Linked DNA regions of Mus musculus: regions 1 and 3 are each linked to region 2. A link is a contact called in public Hi-C and HiChIP or PLAC-seq data. All regions are on one chromosome and are shown on one strand. The core of a region is the stretch at or near the end of the contact, and the rest is flanking DNA. Distances in the headings are between cores, read along the strand shown.

What was found. Hi-C and Micro-C count contacts between places; a contact is called where the count stands out from the background. HiChIP or PLAC-seq counts read pairs in DNA pulled down with a chosen protein or histone mark.
Region 1: a contact with region 2 is called in an H3K4me3 HiChIP or PLAC-seq map of embryonic basal ganglia, with 5 times the contacts expected there. The contact joins two enhancer-like sites. A contact is called at or near these places in 1 of 15 datasets of contacts at CTCF or cohesin (large pre-B cells) and 2 of 115 datasets of contacts at active chromatin or transcription factors (differentiating embryonic stem cells and embryonic basal ganglia).
Region 3: a Hi-C map of uterus shows a contact between it and region 2, with 2.6 times the contacts expected there. The contact joins two enhancer-like sites. A contact is called at or near these places in 3 of 484 Hi-C or Micro-C datasets (cardiomyocytes, muscle stem cells and uterus), 1 of 115 datasets of contacts at active chromatin or transcription factors (embryonic basal ganglia) and 1 of 9 other capture datasets (embryonic trunk).

Annotation. Positions count from the first base shown.
Region 1 is chr13:28,792,425-28,796,800 of GRCm38.p6, reverse strand. All of the region lies in intron 2 of 2610307P16Rik (RIKEN cDNA 2610307P16 gene), which reads left to right. Among named protein-coding and RNA genes, the nearest start is that of Mir6368, 84 kb to the right of the region's middle. Within about 2 kb of position 3,035, at least 30 of the 459 cell types and tissues checked have an H3K27ac peak or open chromatin away from gene starts, as enhancers often do. A contact at or near this core is called in embryonic basal ganglia, where this site is marked.
Region 2 is chr13:29,608,348-29,613,133 of GRCm38.p6, reverse strand. The region is part of intron 9 of Cdkal1 (CDK5 regulatory subunit associated protein 1-like 1); the gene reads left to right. Among named protein-coding and RNA genes, the nearest start is that of Cdkal1, 240 kb to the left of the region's middle. Within about 2 kb of position 2,538, at least 64 of the 459 cell types and tissues checked have an H3K27ac peak or open chromatin away from gene starts, as enhancers often do. A contact at or near this core is called in embryonic basal ganglia and uterus, where this site is marked.
Region 3 is chr13:29,041,989-29,046,606 of GRCm38.p6, reverse strand. No RefSeq gene overlaps it. Among named protein-coding and RNA genes, the nearest start is that of A330102I10Rik, 28 kb to the right of the region's middle. Within about 2 kb of position 2,411, at least 6 of the 459 cell types and tissues checked have an H3K27ac peak or open chromatin away from gene starts, as enhancers often do. A contact at or near this core is called in uterus, where this site is marked.

The DNA.
Region 1 (4,376 bases), core at 1,786-4,285, 820 kb after region 2:
CAGGAGAGACTGCCTTGCATGGTGGCACAGAGGTGAAAGCTGAGGGGTGGGGGATGGGGAGTTAGGAAGAGAGCAGTGTGTTCAGGAGTTAGAGAAAGCCAAGGGCGGGCAAGAACACCAAGCCCAGCATCCCTCGTTTGAAAAGCATGGGGACCACAAATGTTTCACACAATGACGTTTTCAGACTTTGAAACATTTATGAACATATACATTATGAGATATTTGGAGATGGGACACAAGTCCAACAATATGAAATTCACTCATATTTTATATGTACATTGTACATGTAGCCTGAAATATAATAATAATAATGATGATGATGATGATGATGATAATAATAGTAATAATAATAAGTTATTGTTTCCAGACAGGGTTTCTATGTGTAGCCCTGGCTGCCCTGGAACTCACTGTGTAGACCAGGCTGGCCTCGAACTCAGAAACCGCCTCCCTCTGCCTCCCAAGTGCTGGGATTAAAGGTGTGAGCCACCAGTGTCCAGCTGCCTGAAATGATTTTTACAATACTGTTTGTGTACCTACCTCTTTGACCATCCCTCATTCCGCAAGTAGGGAGTTTCCCATTTGCAGTGTCATGTTGATGTTTGAGAAGTTTCTGAATCTGAAGTTACTTGGACTTTTTGATTAGGTGTGATCAAGCTGCCTCTTCAGGACTGGACCAGAAGAACTTTCAGGGCCTCTGATTATTATCTGTGTTGATGGGGTAGTTTTAGGGGTGTCTTACAGTTGTGAAGGCCACTCAGGAATGTGGCATACACAGAGATGGTGTATGTTACTACCATTTGGCTGTTGGTCACCAGACCTGTGGCTTTGAGCATCTGCTTAACCCATAGTTTGTTTCCTTTAGTGATCTGTGTTCACTGATCCACATGAAGCTTATATTACATACAATAAGTGGATTTTATCTTTACACTCAGGATACCAGAATATGTCAACTTTTAAGTTTCATAGGGGCATTGTTTTGTGTGTTATACTCATCAAATATCCTTCAGCATTTTTGCTGGAGGTGAGCAGACCGAATTTGCCTTTTCCAATATCCTCTGAATTTTTAATGAGGCCCTTTCTGTCTCCTCGTTTTTCTTGCCCATGGCTACTATTTTCAATGTAACTGTGTTCTACAGTTCTCTTTATTATTTTTTGTTGCGGAAAGTAATTTATTTCTTTTGCTTTCAAAGATAGCTTCCATTTGTGCGGGCGGGCGGGTGTTCTAGATTTAGTACAATGCAGGGATATAAGACACATTTTCAAAGTGCTAGGATCCTGAGCCTATCTAGTGAGATGTATTTCCTGAGAAGGAACGTGTTGCCACAAAGACTAGGCTTTGTTCTTTTGTACAACTTTGCACATGTACCCGAGCTTTAAAAATTGCCTTTGTGTTACCCAAATAAGACGATGAGTGCCCCACCCCCACCCCTTTTCAGAAAGGAAAAAATGTGTTGCAAATAGATCTCAGCTGATTTCTTTGATCATAAGTTTCATATTATGGGCCTTTAATTTTTTTTTTTTAACAAGCTGAATGTTTTTACTAAACACTATGAAAATACAATTATAAGCTACTACGTCAATTAGGAATTAGTGGTTCTTAGAACAGTGGATTATTCCATAGCTCTGTGAGCATACTCAGTCTGCATGCTAAAATTAATTTAAATATAATTAAGGACAGAAGTAGAGATCTTAACCATTTCCCTGCCAGCTTTTGACACCATCAGCTGTGGTTGAATTTAATGGGATCAGGCATTAGAGTCATTTAACAAAAGTTCTGTTTTTTGTAAAGGGAATTTTAGTAGTACACATATTAACAAGTAAGGTGCTCTGGTCAAGAGTTGCACAAACACTGTAATTTTCTTCTAGGTAAGCATCTCAATTCATTTGTCCCATCATTTCAAATCTCAGGAAGAAAGCCACCAGCCCACACTAAAACTAAAATAAGCAACTTGATGAGCAGATATCCAGTATTCTTATAAAGGACCCCAGCCTTTGCAGTCTCAAGTGTGTGACGGATATAGGATGTAACTTAGGATCGTGGTCTATATAGGAAACTGTGGCCCTGTGCTTACCCAACCACCAGCCACATGCCACCCATTAAACACAGAATAACAGTTAATACTGAGAATAGTCAGTGCAGCTCTAAGGACAGGAAAAAACAGCCCAGATACACAGATTGGGAAGAACAATTTTGTAATTACATGAGACATTCCTGTCTGCATATTTTATACGTAAGAGAGCTTCTTTATGATTAATTTGTAGCTTTATGAAAATACGACATCTCTGACAAAAGTATGTATACAATTATTATATACAATTAATCAAATTAAAAAATTATTTTGTGGCACTAAGCCATGAACCCAGAATTTGTATCTGCTAAGCAGGCTCTCTACCACTTAACTATCAGCCCCTGTTTCTTTATTATCTAGGTCAGGGTCTGGTGGATTTGTGACCATACCCAAAGAAAAGGATCTAAGGGGACAGATCCTGCAAAGCGGGTTCCCAGAGCTCAGGAGCCCCTCATTTTTATGATACAGACATGTTTTATGATACGCCACACGTGTCTTCATGCGTGCATAACACCTCTGTATTCACATTCCATGTACACTGTACCTCGGAGTGCAGCTGCTGACCTCTAGGATCTTGCCCAGGTTTCCTTACATGTTGATTTCATACATTTTTGGATGTATGTAAAATTCTACTATCCTCTGTGAAGAATTCTTTGTCTTCCCAGGGTTTGCTGACCAGGTCTCCTTTTGTGCCCCTTTCTTCCTCTGTGTGTCTTATTTCTTCCTCTAGCCCCTGCTCTCGGTGCTGTGCCCACTCAAACACAGACTTTCTGCAATCTGGATAAAAGAGTCGAAATCACACAACAGATTATGGGTGTGGAGATTTTACCCACATTTGTCAAGAGTGAAAATCCCAGGACTAAGAATAATTTTAAATGGCAGAGTAAACATCCCGCTATTCTTGGCTAGCAGGGCTATTTTTCATCCCCAGACGTGGCTTTGCAAATTGCCTGCTCTTTTTCTCTCTCATCCCAACCCCCTTTGTTCTCAAATTTTCATACCATTATAAGAGGCTGGCCCATAAAGGTTGTCTTCCTTCTCTCTTGCCTCCCCTTGCCCTCAAACAGCTCATAGAGAGATTTTCCTAAATGAAGACCACCTCAGTCCCCAAGAGACATTCTGAGACCAGGTTGAATAATACGTATTTTTCCCACAATAAATAAACTACTCATGCAGAATACTCCAATTTTAGGCCTGTTAGTTGTCTTTCTGTCTCTTGGATTGTATCTGGGTTTCTTTCTTCCTTCCTTTCTTTCTTTCTTTCTTTCTTTCTTTCTTTCTTTCTTTCTTTCTTTCTGGTTTTATATTACAGCAGGCTTTGATTATTTTGCCCATCTGTTACTGGGGGAGGGGTGGCACTTCTGTGCACGGGCCCAGCTGCAGAGTAGAAGACTCACTCACTCCGGTATTCTGGTTACTTCTCATGTGTTTCCACCTTGTGGCATGTATAAAATGTTTGTGAGGAACACATTCATGGGTGAACAGAGAGGCTTGCATGTGGCCAAGGGTGGTTGTCATGTGGGTGGGGGTGGGAGGTTGCTGTTGCTGTGCCCTGAGCTCTGTGGTCAGGGGTGATTGTCATGGGGGGTGGTGGGGGTGGGAGGTGGCTATTGCTGTGCCCTGAGCTCTTGACCATCAATGCAGGACTGAGAGTATCTTTACTGAAGCTCACCTAGAAGAAACCCCTCACTGCTGCATTCTGGGATACTCTGAAACACAACAGCTTTACATAAGCAAAGGGAAACCAAACTCTGTGCACGTGAGCCTAGGCCATAGTAACCTCTAACTATGGAACTCTGAGATGTGTAGACCAAAATCTTATCCTACATATTTTCATTGCTGGGTCATATTTGATTAAGTGTTATTTCTGAACATACTAAGTGCAACATGAGGCGACTCTTTCGTATTTATTGCTTTCCCCACATTCAAGTCAATTTTCTCCTTTTAATTAGCGGAATTGCTTAAGAAGCCTTTGGAACCTCCGAAGGAAAATCACCTTAGCACACGGTTGGCTGGTTCCAAAGCTCGCTTTCAAATGCCATGGCTCGTGATCATTGGTTTCGCTCACTCATTCATTCAAGAAGCTTTGGCTGATTGCCTGGTGTATGGTAAGGAGAGAAAAGCAGGAGGCAAGACAACCTTGTTCCTTCGAAGAACAAGGGGGCCACAGGCAAATTAGGAGAGCATTCTCGAGTATCGAAAGCATTCAAGGTATGGATAAAGGCTATGAGGACAGCTCAGATAATAAAGTACTTACTGTGGAGTGGAAATGCCTGAGTTCAGTCACTACAACTTCCATAAGTATGC
Region 2 (4,786 bases), core at 1,289-3,788:
GGCGTAATTTTTGTCCCTGGGACCTTAATGTATTGAGATATATTATTAATATTCCAGAGTCAGGGCCAGAGTGAAACCTGTCTGAAACAGCAGCAGCAGAGGCAACAGGAAAAATTTAAAAGGAAACTCGTTCATATTTCATAGTGTAGAAGTCTATATACGGTGACTACCGTAATGATGTTAATGGTGCGGAAAGCTTAATTCCGCCATGTGTACCCAGCAACTTGAAGCTTGTCATCCATAAAGATACTTGGAATCTCCAGTGTCCTCATTGGGGTAGCCCCAGCGCTTCACATCTACATTCTCTGCATGCTGCAGACTAGCATTAAATGAACTGTGACTTTTAATTTGAAATGTATTTGCAAACCAATTTCTATAAAAAATGGATTTATAGCTTGAAAACGGGTACCTCTGAGGCGCTTGGTAAGTCCCGTCCATCTTCAGGGGGTAGTTGTGCCTGTTTCTGATTTTAGGCAATTGCATTTGTGGTGTGCTTGTATTTTGCTTCAGTTTGTGAGAACTAAGGGTCCCTAGAAAGAACAAAAATAAACCCACTTTTGTTCTGAGTTTATTTGCAAACCAGGTCAGAGGCCCTTGATTAGCTCTCAGTTGGAGGATAATTTGAACCTTGACAGATTGAACCCAAACAGCAGGGGTTTTCTAGTGTGGCCAGTAGATAGCAAAAGAGAAGAAGAGCCAGTTCCAGTCCCCAGGCCATACAACAGGACTGAAGAGATGTGCTGCGGTTAATGGGTGGTTGCTTCAAATATTTACGGAAGGTCCAAGGAAGAAAGAAAAGCTAGCATCGTAGGCAGCTGTTTGTAAGGGAAACCTATTAAAAATAAACATGCTGGATAAGGCTCCAGGGCTAATAGAGCTGTCAGATACCGAATACCCTCCAAGGACCGTTGCACAGGACAGACCTCATAAGGACCCACTTGGACATGGGAGTTGCCTTGCTCTTTGTTTTATTCAACAAATTGTTTTCTTTCATGTTTGAATTTGTTTTACTTTTTCAACTGTCCATACAGATATTTAATATTTTCTAGACTATGAAGTTTAGATACTAGGGTCAGCTCACTTACATTGTATCTATTAGGATAAAGTTGGGTAGATGGCTTGCATCTAGCCTCATACCATCTGGGCTTGTAAAGAAATGCATATTATATGGTGGTTTGTATATGACAGTAACAGCATTTCGCTGTGATGACAACATTGCTGAGAAGTTCTGTACTGACACGAAAGTGGAGCCTGAGGCAGTGAGGGTTTGGGGTCCAGGCTGAGTACTGGTGCAGGTAATCTTGTCTGAGGATGCTTTTCAGAGTCCGTAGCAGAGCATCTACCTCTTTAATGTACTACACCACTTTAGAACTTAGCTGAAATAACAACAAATTGTACTGGTACTATGTGTATGGTTGACATTCATGTATCAGTATTCTCATTTTAACCATTTCTTAATTCTTTGGGGGGAAAAAAAGAGCAATTTTAATTTCCCAAGGCTTGAATTTACATCTGAGTATCTTTGCGCAGAGGCTTATGGGGAGGATCAAGTCATAGGGATCTTGTTATTGGATCGACTGCCTGCTTTCAGGTCAGTTTCCCAACTAATGCATGGGTGTGGCCATCCTCATTCCACTTTTCTAGAGAAGAGACCCTGGCACAGACTGAGAGAGAAGCCATAATCTCAGAATCTGACTTTATAATCTGAGCCTGCCCTGTCCTCTCTGCTCATGTTCTGTCCATAGTAGCAAAGCCACTCAGGATGCTCCTGGGGTGTTTGCAGGCACATTTTCTCCATCCCTATCTAAACTCCTATGGGCAGAAGCTCTGTAATTACCTGTCAGCTGGAATAGTGTTTAATCACCCTGAATTCACGGAGATTCACTAACGTAAGAGGAGAACATGCCTGGAGAGCAGGCAGTGATGCTTATAGGCACCCCCTTGAATAACCCAGGAAGAAAACTAGCCAGTCTCTTTAATTTTCAGCCAAGTCTTGCTTATGTGTAGTAAACAAGGCTGTTTTGATTTTGCCACTTATTACTGCAATGAGGGGATTGTATTCTGACCTGCACATGCAAGCTGGTCAATGCCGGCACCGCTGATAGTTTTAAGTGAGGAGTCCCCTTCCTCCTGGGTGGAAATGGGTCTCAGCATCTCCCACAGCAGTGACTGCAATGGTGGTGAAATCTGCAAGTCTCTCTTCCTTATTTATTGGATCTGGCCTCCACTGATAACACTACATTTTTGCCCCACTCTGCAGTTATATTAGACCCTTAAACTTAGACTCTTTGTACTTCATCATTGTAATTTACACACTGGGCTGGGACATTCCCTTCAAGACAGTTTGTCTTGTGCCTCCAGCTGCTCCCCAATAGCCATTGTGCTGAATAAGCACTTAGTTCAGTATGTCCTTGATACAATTAATGCAGGCATCTGCAGAAGCGGCCTCGGCAGCAGCAGCTGCACTGCCTTATGGAAGCCAACTTCTGCTTAGCATTGTGATAAAAGAAATAGTTTGGAGCTGAAGCTAATGTTGGCTTATTTTTAGCATAAAGAGAGTTGCACCTGCCAGGGCTGGGAGAGGCCTGAGGTTTGTTGATTACAAGGTCTTGTTAGTGCCATTGTTATTGGTAAAATGGGCATGATGTCATCCTCAGGAAACCGAATTGGCACCCCGTCGAGTGACAAATAATTTACTCTCTGTGGTTTTAGCAGCATGGGCCTTGTGTTCTGAGGAGTGGAGTGCCGGAGTTTTCACAGTTGAGTGCTGGGGCACTGCAGAGGTGTGCGACAGTGAGAGGAATTGATACTCGCTGGTAATCAGCATGCATAGCAATGGCCAAGGTGTAATGAAACATAAGTGCACAGTTAGGGTACCAGGTGGGGCCCTGGGGCTTCGCATGCACTGAGACCACAGCGAGCAGCCCAGCAGCACCATGTGGCAGATCCTCGATTTCTCATTAATCCTTCTGTCCCCTAAGTCAGGGCCCCATTGACTTTAAACAGCACTTCATCTGTTCAGTGTCTCCTCTCAGCAGTGGATGGAGGTGATGTCATTCATGATCGCGGCTGTCTGCAATTTATTAAAATAAATCATCACTCTGATTTTGTTTGGGAGTGATGCTCGCCATCCTTAGTGGCAGTCACGTGACTAGTCAGTCTAAACTGCTTACCATTGCAATAGTTATTTTAACAAAGCAGAGCAGCTGCTTATTTAAATCAGCCAAATGATCTTTGGCCTTTGAAACAACTTACAAATTAAAGTATGATATACATGTAAAAGAGTTAATAGCTACTAAAATGTATTTTCTTTGCTTATTTAAAAACTGTATTGTATTTATAGAAGCTGATGCGGCTTTTGCTTTATGCATCACCAAGATTCTCTTTCTGGCATGTTTCAGAATGAGAGACCAGTGAAGGAAGTGTGCCACGAATGCCACTGGGCTGCATACTAAAGAATGGCTGAAATACTAAAAGAGACAGAGTGCCCGAGGTCTGTGGCGTGAGGAAGTATGTTTAGAGCTTGCTGAAGGACTTAACTAGTGTTAGGGCAGCACAGGGAAGGCCCGCAGAGAGCTCCCATCTGGCTGCTTTGGTTGTGATTGGAAGGCACTGCATCTGCCCTGTAGAACACAAACAGTGTTAGTAAAGACTTTCCTCATCACTGAGTTTTCTAGGCTACATACAGCATGACGACGTGCGGTATCTCAGGATACTCTAGGTTGGACTCTAGAGCCGTGACTGTATCTTAATACCATCGGCTTAGTGACTTTACCCACAGAAGTAACCCTCCTGGATTTTGTCGTGTGATACTCTGAATGCTCTGAAAATGGAAAGTGGCCTATATGAATGCCCAGCGATGTGGTGCTGAGGATGGGAGAGCTTTTCTGTTGGTGTCATAGCTGCTGTCTCTTTTCCCACTGGACTCCCACCTCTTGTCCAGACACATTTAAAATGCCCAACTGAATTTCCCACGTTTGTTTTGAATATGCCTACTAGGAGGTAAATTCACGTTGGTCTGCTCTTTTGTTTCTCTTTATTCATGTAGGCCTGGGAAGTGCTTGAGATCCTCATTGTTGCAGTAGGAGTAAATAATGTGGTGGTGGACAAAAACCACACCAGCAGCTCTTTCTCTATCTCCTGAAGTTTGTTCATTTGTGTTGAGATCCCAGTAGAAATATCCCAGGAGAATATTTCTATTCATCAGCAAGCATTTGCAAGATCCCATTGCTAGTCAAGCAGGCTGTGAGGTCTGCTTGCACATATGGTTCTAAGCAAGTACCTATTCAACAAGCAGCAGTCTTCTCATCTGAACCTTGGAGTCGCAATTCTGGATGCTGTGGTGTTCCTATGGAGCAGGTGAGTGCTGTGCCTCATGCTTACCAACCAGTTCTGTGGCACATAAACGCTTATCTTACCTTCAAAGACATCACTACACAGGAACAGTAGATGAAAGCCACCATCATTTCTCCTTTTTAAAGATGCCCATGTACCCACAGGTTGTAGACTCGAAATTTCAGGTGACTGAAAGGAATTAGCCAATTGCGTGACTATCTGGGCTCTCTTCTCTTGGTGATTATTTTTAAACCTGTGGTATAAAATTCATAGGATTAAAGGAAAATATTATTATCAATACAAAGAATATCTTCATAACATAGCTTCTTCTACATTAAATAACAAAATATATCTGGTTCTAATATATCCATATATTTAAAGCAGTATATAATACTTCAGATAATCTGGAAAGAGGGCAGCATGATATGAGAGAATATTTAATCTCTTATAG
Region 3 (4,618 bases), core at 1,162-3,661, 570 kb after region 2:
GTGTTACAGAAACAAAAGCAAAAAACCAGATAACTTGTCAACGCAAACAGTATCTTTAGAGAAGTTACTGCTTCCTTTCCAGACAGAGCCAGCTGCTGTACTTTAAGACTGTTCCACATTCAATGGAAGGCGCTGCTATGAATCTTGGTAAAATGGATGCTTGTGAGCTTTTAAAAGCATCTGCATGCCCTGAACATCCTGCCCCCTCTCCATTCCCCAGTGATCGTCTCATTAGAGGATTGAGACGAGTGAGTTAATGGAGTCCATGATCCCCATTCTGGTTTTCTTCCACACGGGTCTCCTAAGACTATTAATTTGTGCATTCTATTTCCATAGAGACTTGAACATAAAGAAATGTCAAGTTGTTACCCACATGAATTTTGTCACTTATTAGAGACATCTCGGTGGTCAAGTCCCCCTTCACTTGCAAGGCTGGCACCTGGCGAGTTCTGACTTCTTCTCAGGGGGGGATCCCCAATGGAAACTCAAGGCTTGGGAATTTCTCCTTGCAAATCTCAACCTGATGGAAAAGCTACCTTTAAACCTCAGTTGAGACAAGTTTCATCCTGTCTGGTTATAGATATCAGTTAACAGTCCAATTTGTCTGGACTGTTACAAAAATCACTCATACAATGTCCCAAAATAATTAAAAAGAGAAAAGTGTGTCTCTGTGTGTGTGTGTGTGTGTGTGTGTGTGTGTGTGTGTGTGAGAGAGAGAGAGAGAGAGAGAGAGAGAGAGAGAGAGAGAGAGAGACTGTTTCTTAATGGGGGAGGGGGCGAGTCTTCAGTCTTTTACAGAATAAGCTTGAAGCTTGCTGTACTGTATCTATTCTCAGAAGACAACCAGGATGGAAGAACTTAGAACCCATTGACCCCCTTCCTTGCTCTACAGCCCTGCAGGGGTAGCAATTTCAAACCAAGTGTGGATCCTAGAGAACCTACATCAGAACTCAGATTAGGGGCCTGGAGAATGATTCTGTTGACCAGAGACTTGGGGATATCCTTGGGCAAGCACCCTTCTCTCCTCATGCAGGTGGCCAGCCTCTGCCATTTGTTCAACTATGTCCCCCTGAGGTGCCCTCTTTGCGACTCAAGTTGGAAGATGGAGGAAGAATGGCCACTTAGGCAGGGGCCCAAATTAACTTGTTGCCATCTAAAAACAAAAAAAAAAAAACAAAAACAAAAAAAAACAAAAAAAAACCCTCTTCCTTGGTATTTTCTTGACTGAGCAGCATGACACCCCTCTGAGTTCCAGACTCCATCCGGAGTGTGACTTGAAGACTCCTCTCTCTTCAGGAAAGTTCTATTGGGGTGATTGCTGTCTACTGGAGGCAAAGGTGGGAGGTGCCCAAACTAAAGAGATTTTGAAGCCTCTTCATTTGTTCAAGTACTTGCTGTACTGTATCTATTCTCAGAAGACAACCAGGATGGAAGAACTTAGAACCCATTGACCCCCTTCCTTGCTCTACAGCCCTGCAGGGGTAGCAATTTCAAACCAAGTGGGGGTCCTAGAGAACCTACATCAGAACTCAGATTAGGGGCCTGGAGGGGCTCTCCTTGCAAGTAGGAGAGCTTTCTTTCCTCTGCTCTGCCCCTGTTTCCCCATATTTTCTCATTCTTTGTGGTTTGAATGAACTATCAGCATGGGCTTAGGTGTTTCATCATTTGCCCCAGCTGCTGAGACTGTTTGGGGGAGGATATGGAATGTTTGGGAGGTAGGGGTCTGGCTGGAGGAAGTGAGTCACGGTAGGTTTATAGCCAGGCCTGCTTGCTGTCTCCTATCTGTTTTCCCCCTACTCCCCATCCCTCCCCGCTCCCACATTCCTAGCCCCGACTCCCTCCAGCCTGTCACAGTGCCTTCCTCTTTGTGATGGTCTACATCCACGTGTGAACCCAAAATACACCCATCCTCCCTCAAGTTGCTTCATCAGCTATTTGGTCAGAGTACCAAGAAAAGTAGCAGATCTAAAACCTCAGTGCGGGCAGTCTCTGCCAGAGCCGCACTTGCAGCTTCCTACATCTGCACACTTCTTTCCACCGTGCAGGAAAGCACGATAGTTCTCGTCTCTCTTCTAATCATGCTCACTGGCTGACACTCTGGCTTAGGGTCTGTGCCTGACCATGCAGATGCCTGTCCGGACATGTGTCTGACCTCCATGCTGGTTCAACTCAACTGCTGTGGCCTTTTTGGTCCTTTTCCCCTTTCTCCTCCTCTGGGCAGCTACTGAGGTTTACAGCTTGCCTGCCCTGGAATTTTTCTTTTAAACTCTAAAAAAAAAAAAAAAAATTGTCCATGGGCTTCTGATTTTGACCATTTCTAAACTCATTTATTGAAGAGACTAAGCTCCCCAGAAGGGGCCCTGGTGTTTCAGGACTAGCTACATAACAAGCGTCTAGCTGAATGACTTTCTCTCTGTGAAACCTCTCCATACACAGGAAGGCAGCTGCCTGGCTTCTGTTAGGCATTCTCTTCTTTCTTCCTTCGGGCAGCCATACAAGTTACATGTGTCTCAAGTTTTTGGTGTTTTGTTTGTTTGTTAAATTTCGGTTAAGAAGAAATGAGAGGGAAATGGTCTCAGTGCACTTGGTGGTGGATCTTGTGTCCCCTTCTGGACCTCATGTGGGCCTCCTCCATCTTCTCCTCTCGCTGCAGCCTCATGCCTCTCCTGTGTCTCTCCAGTGTCCAGCATGCTCCTGCCTATAGTCTTTAGACATGTTCTCTGCTGTGTCTGGAAGGCTGTTTTGCATATGCCTGCACGAACCCCGCCCCCCACGCCCCCCTCCCAGCCTTCTTCACATCTTCACTACATTCTGAAGGGAAGCAATCGCTGATTCCCTCCCCCTCCCCCAAATAACATCTCACAGACAGTCTCCCTATACTCTTCCCCTCTTCTCAGCTTTATATTTTAACGTTCATTACCATCTAATGTAGTGTTAGAACAAAGTAAACAGGCAAGCCTGCGGCGGTCTCACATTTTAGTGCAGATTTAGCAAACTGTATCCTAGCTTGGCATGCAGACAAACTAACACCTAACTTAGTATTGGTGTTTTGTTTTTTGTTTTGTGGAGCCTTGTGATTCAGCCAATCATAGACACCATCTGATCATACATAAGCACATTCAGAGAGAGAGAGAGAGAGAGAGAGAGAGAGAGAGAGAGAGAGAGAGAGGGAGAGGGAGAGGGAGAGGGAGAGGGAGAGGGAGAGGGAGAGGGAGAGGAGAGGAGAGGAGAGGAGAGGAGAGGAGAGGAGAGGAGAGGAGAGGAGAGGAGAGGAGAGAAGGAGGGAGGGAGGGGGGAGAGAAAGGGGGCAGAGAAGATAGCCAATCAGGTGGTAGTTTCCCTACTCCAGAGTTGAGCTTCTTCTGGGGGGAGCCCTTTGGCTTTTAGCTCTAGTCACTAGCTCTTCCAATCCTTCTCTGTCCTTATACTCTATTATATATAACTTACGAAAAAGCTTTTCTTCAAGTAGTGTCTTAGGGTTTCTGTTGCTGCAATGAGACACTGGCTGAACATCAAGCTGGGGAGCAAAGAGTTTATTTGGTTTACACGTCCATATTGCTGCTCATCATTGAAGGTAGTCAGGACAGGACCTCAAACAAGGCAGGATCCTGGAGGCAGGAGCTGATGCAGAGGCCATGGCTTCTCGTGGCTTCCACACGGCTTGCTCAGCCTGCTTTCTTAAAGAACCTGAGACCAGCCCAAGGATGGCCCCATCCATAATGGACTGGACCTTTCCCCACCAATCACTAATTAAGAATATGCCCTATAGCTTAGTCTCGTGGAGGCACTGTTCTCAGCTGCGGTTCCTCTCCTTCAGGTGACTCTAACTTGTGTCAAGCTGACACACAAAACCATCCAGTCCAAGCAGCTACGTTGATAGAGTTCCTACCTAGCATAGCCACGGCTCTGGCTTTGATCCCCATCACCACATAAACTGAGTATGGTGGCACAGGCTTGGAACCTCAGCCTGGGGAAGGTAAAAGCAGGAAGATCAGAAGTTTAAGGTTATTCTCAGCCATATACCAAGTTTGAGTCCAGCCTGGGCTCCATGAGACTCTCCAAATAATGTGTTGGTTGAAACTATATCTTATTTGCTAGCTTTTTAAAAGCATAGGTCAAGGAGGACAGTGTCTTTATATCCTTTCTATTTGTGCTTGTTTCTCCTATACCTAAAACAGTGATTGGCATTTGACAGGTGCTCACTGGAGCCTTTGGAAAATAATGAATGATGTCCAAGAAATAGAGTGAGTGCCATCTACTGACATTCTCAACTGTCCTGGGTCAGATACACTCTCCCAAGGGTTCTGTGGCCCTTGTGCCACATCTACTGATGATCGGAGTATGGTCCAGTCTCTCTGTTAGTGTCCCCAGGACCTGGATATCTTCTGGATCCTCTTGCCACTGGCTATTGAGCTGATCAGGGTACAATTAGTGTTCCCTGGTTCTTGGTATGGAAAATAAAGTGTTTCAAGGCTGACCCTCTGTGGGTGCAGATGAGATCAAAATTAAAATCAAATAGGGTGTCCTAATACCTCTTGTCTCCCTTCAACCCTGTGCACTTGCACGGTATCCCCTTCGACTTATTTCTATCCACATTCTTCTTTGCTAGCATTGACAA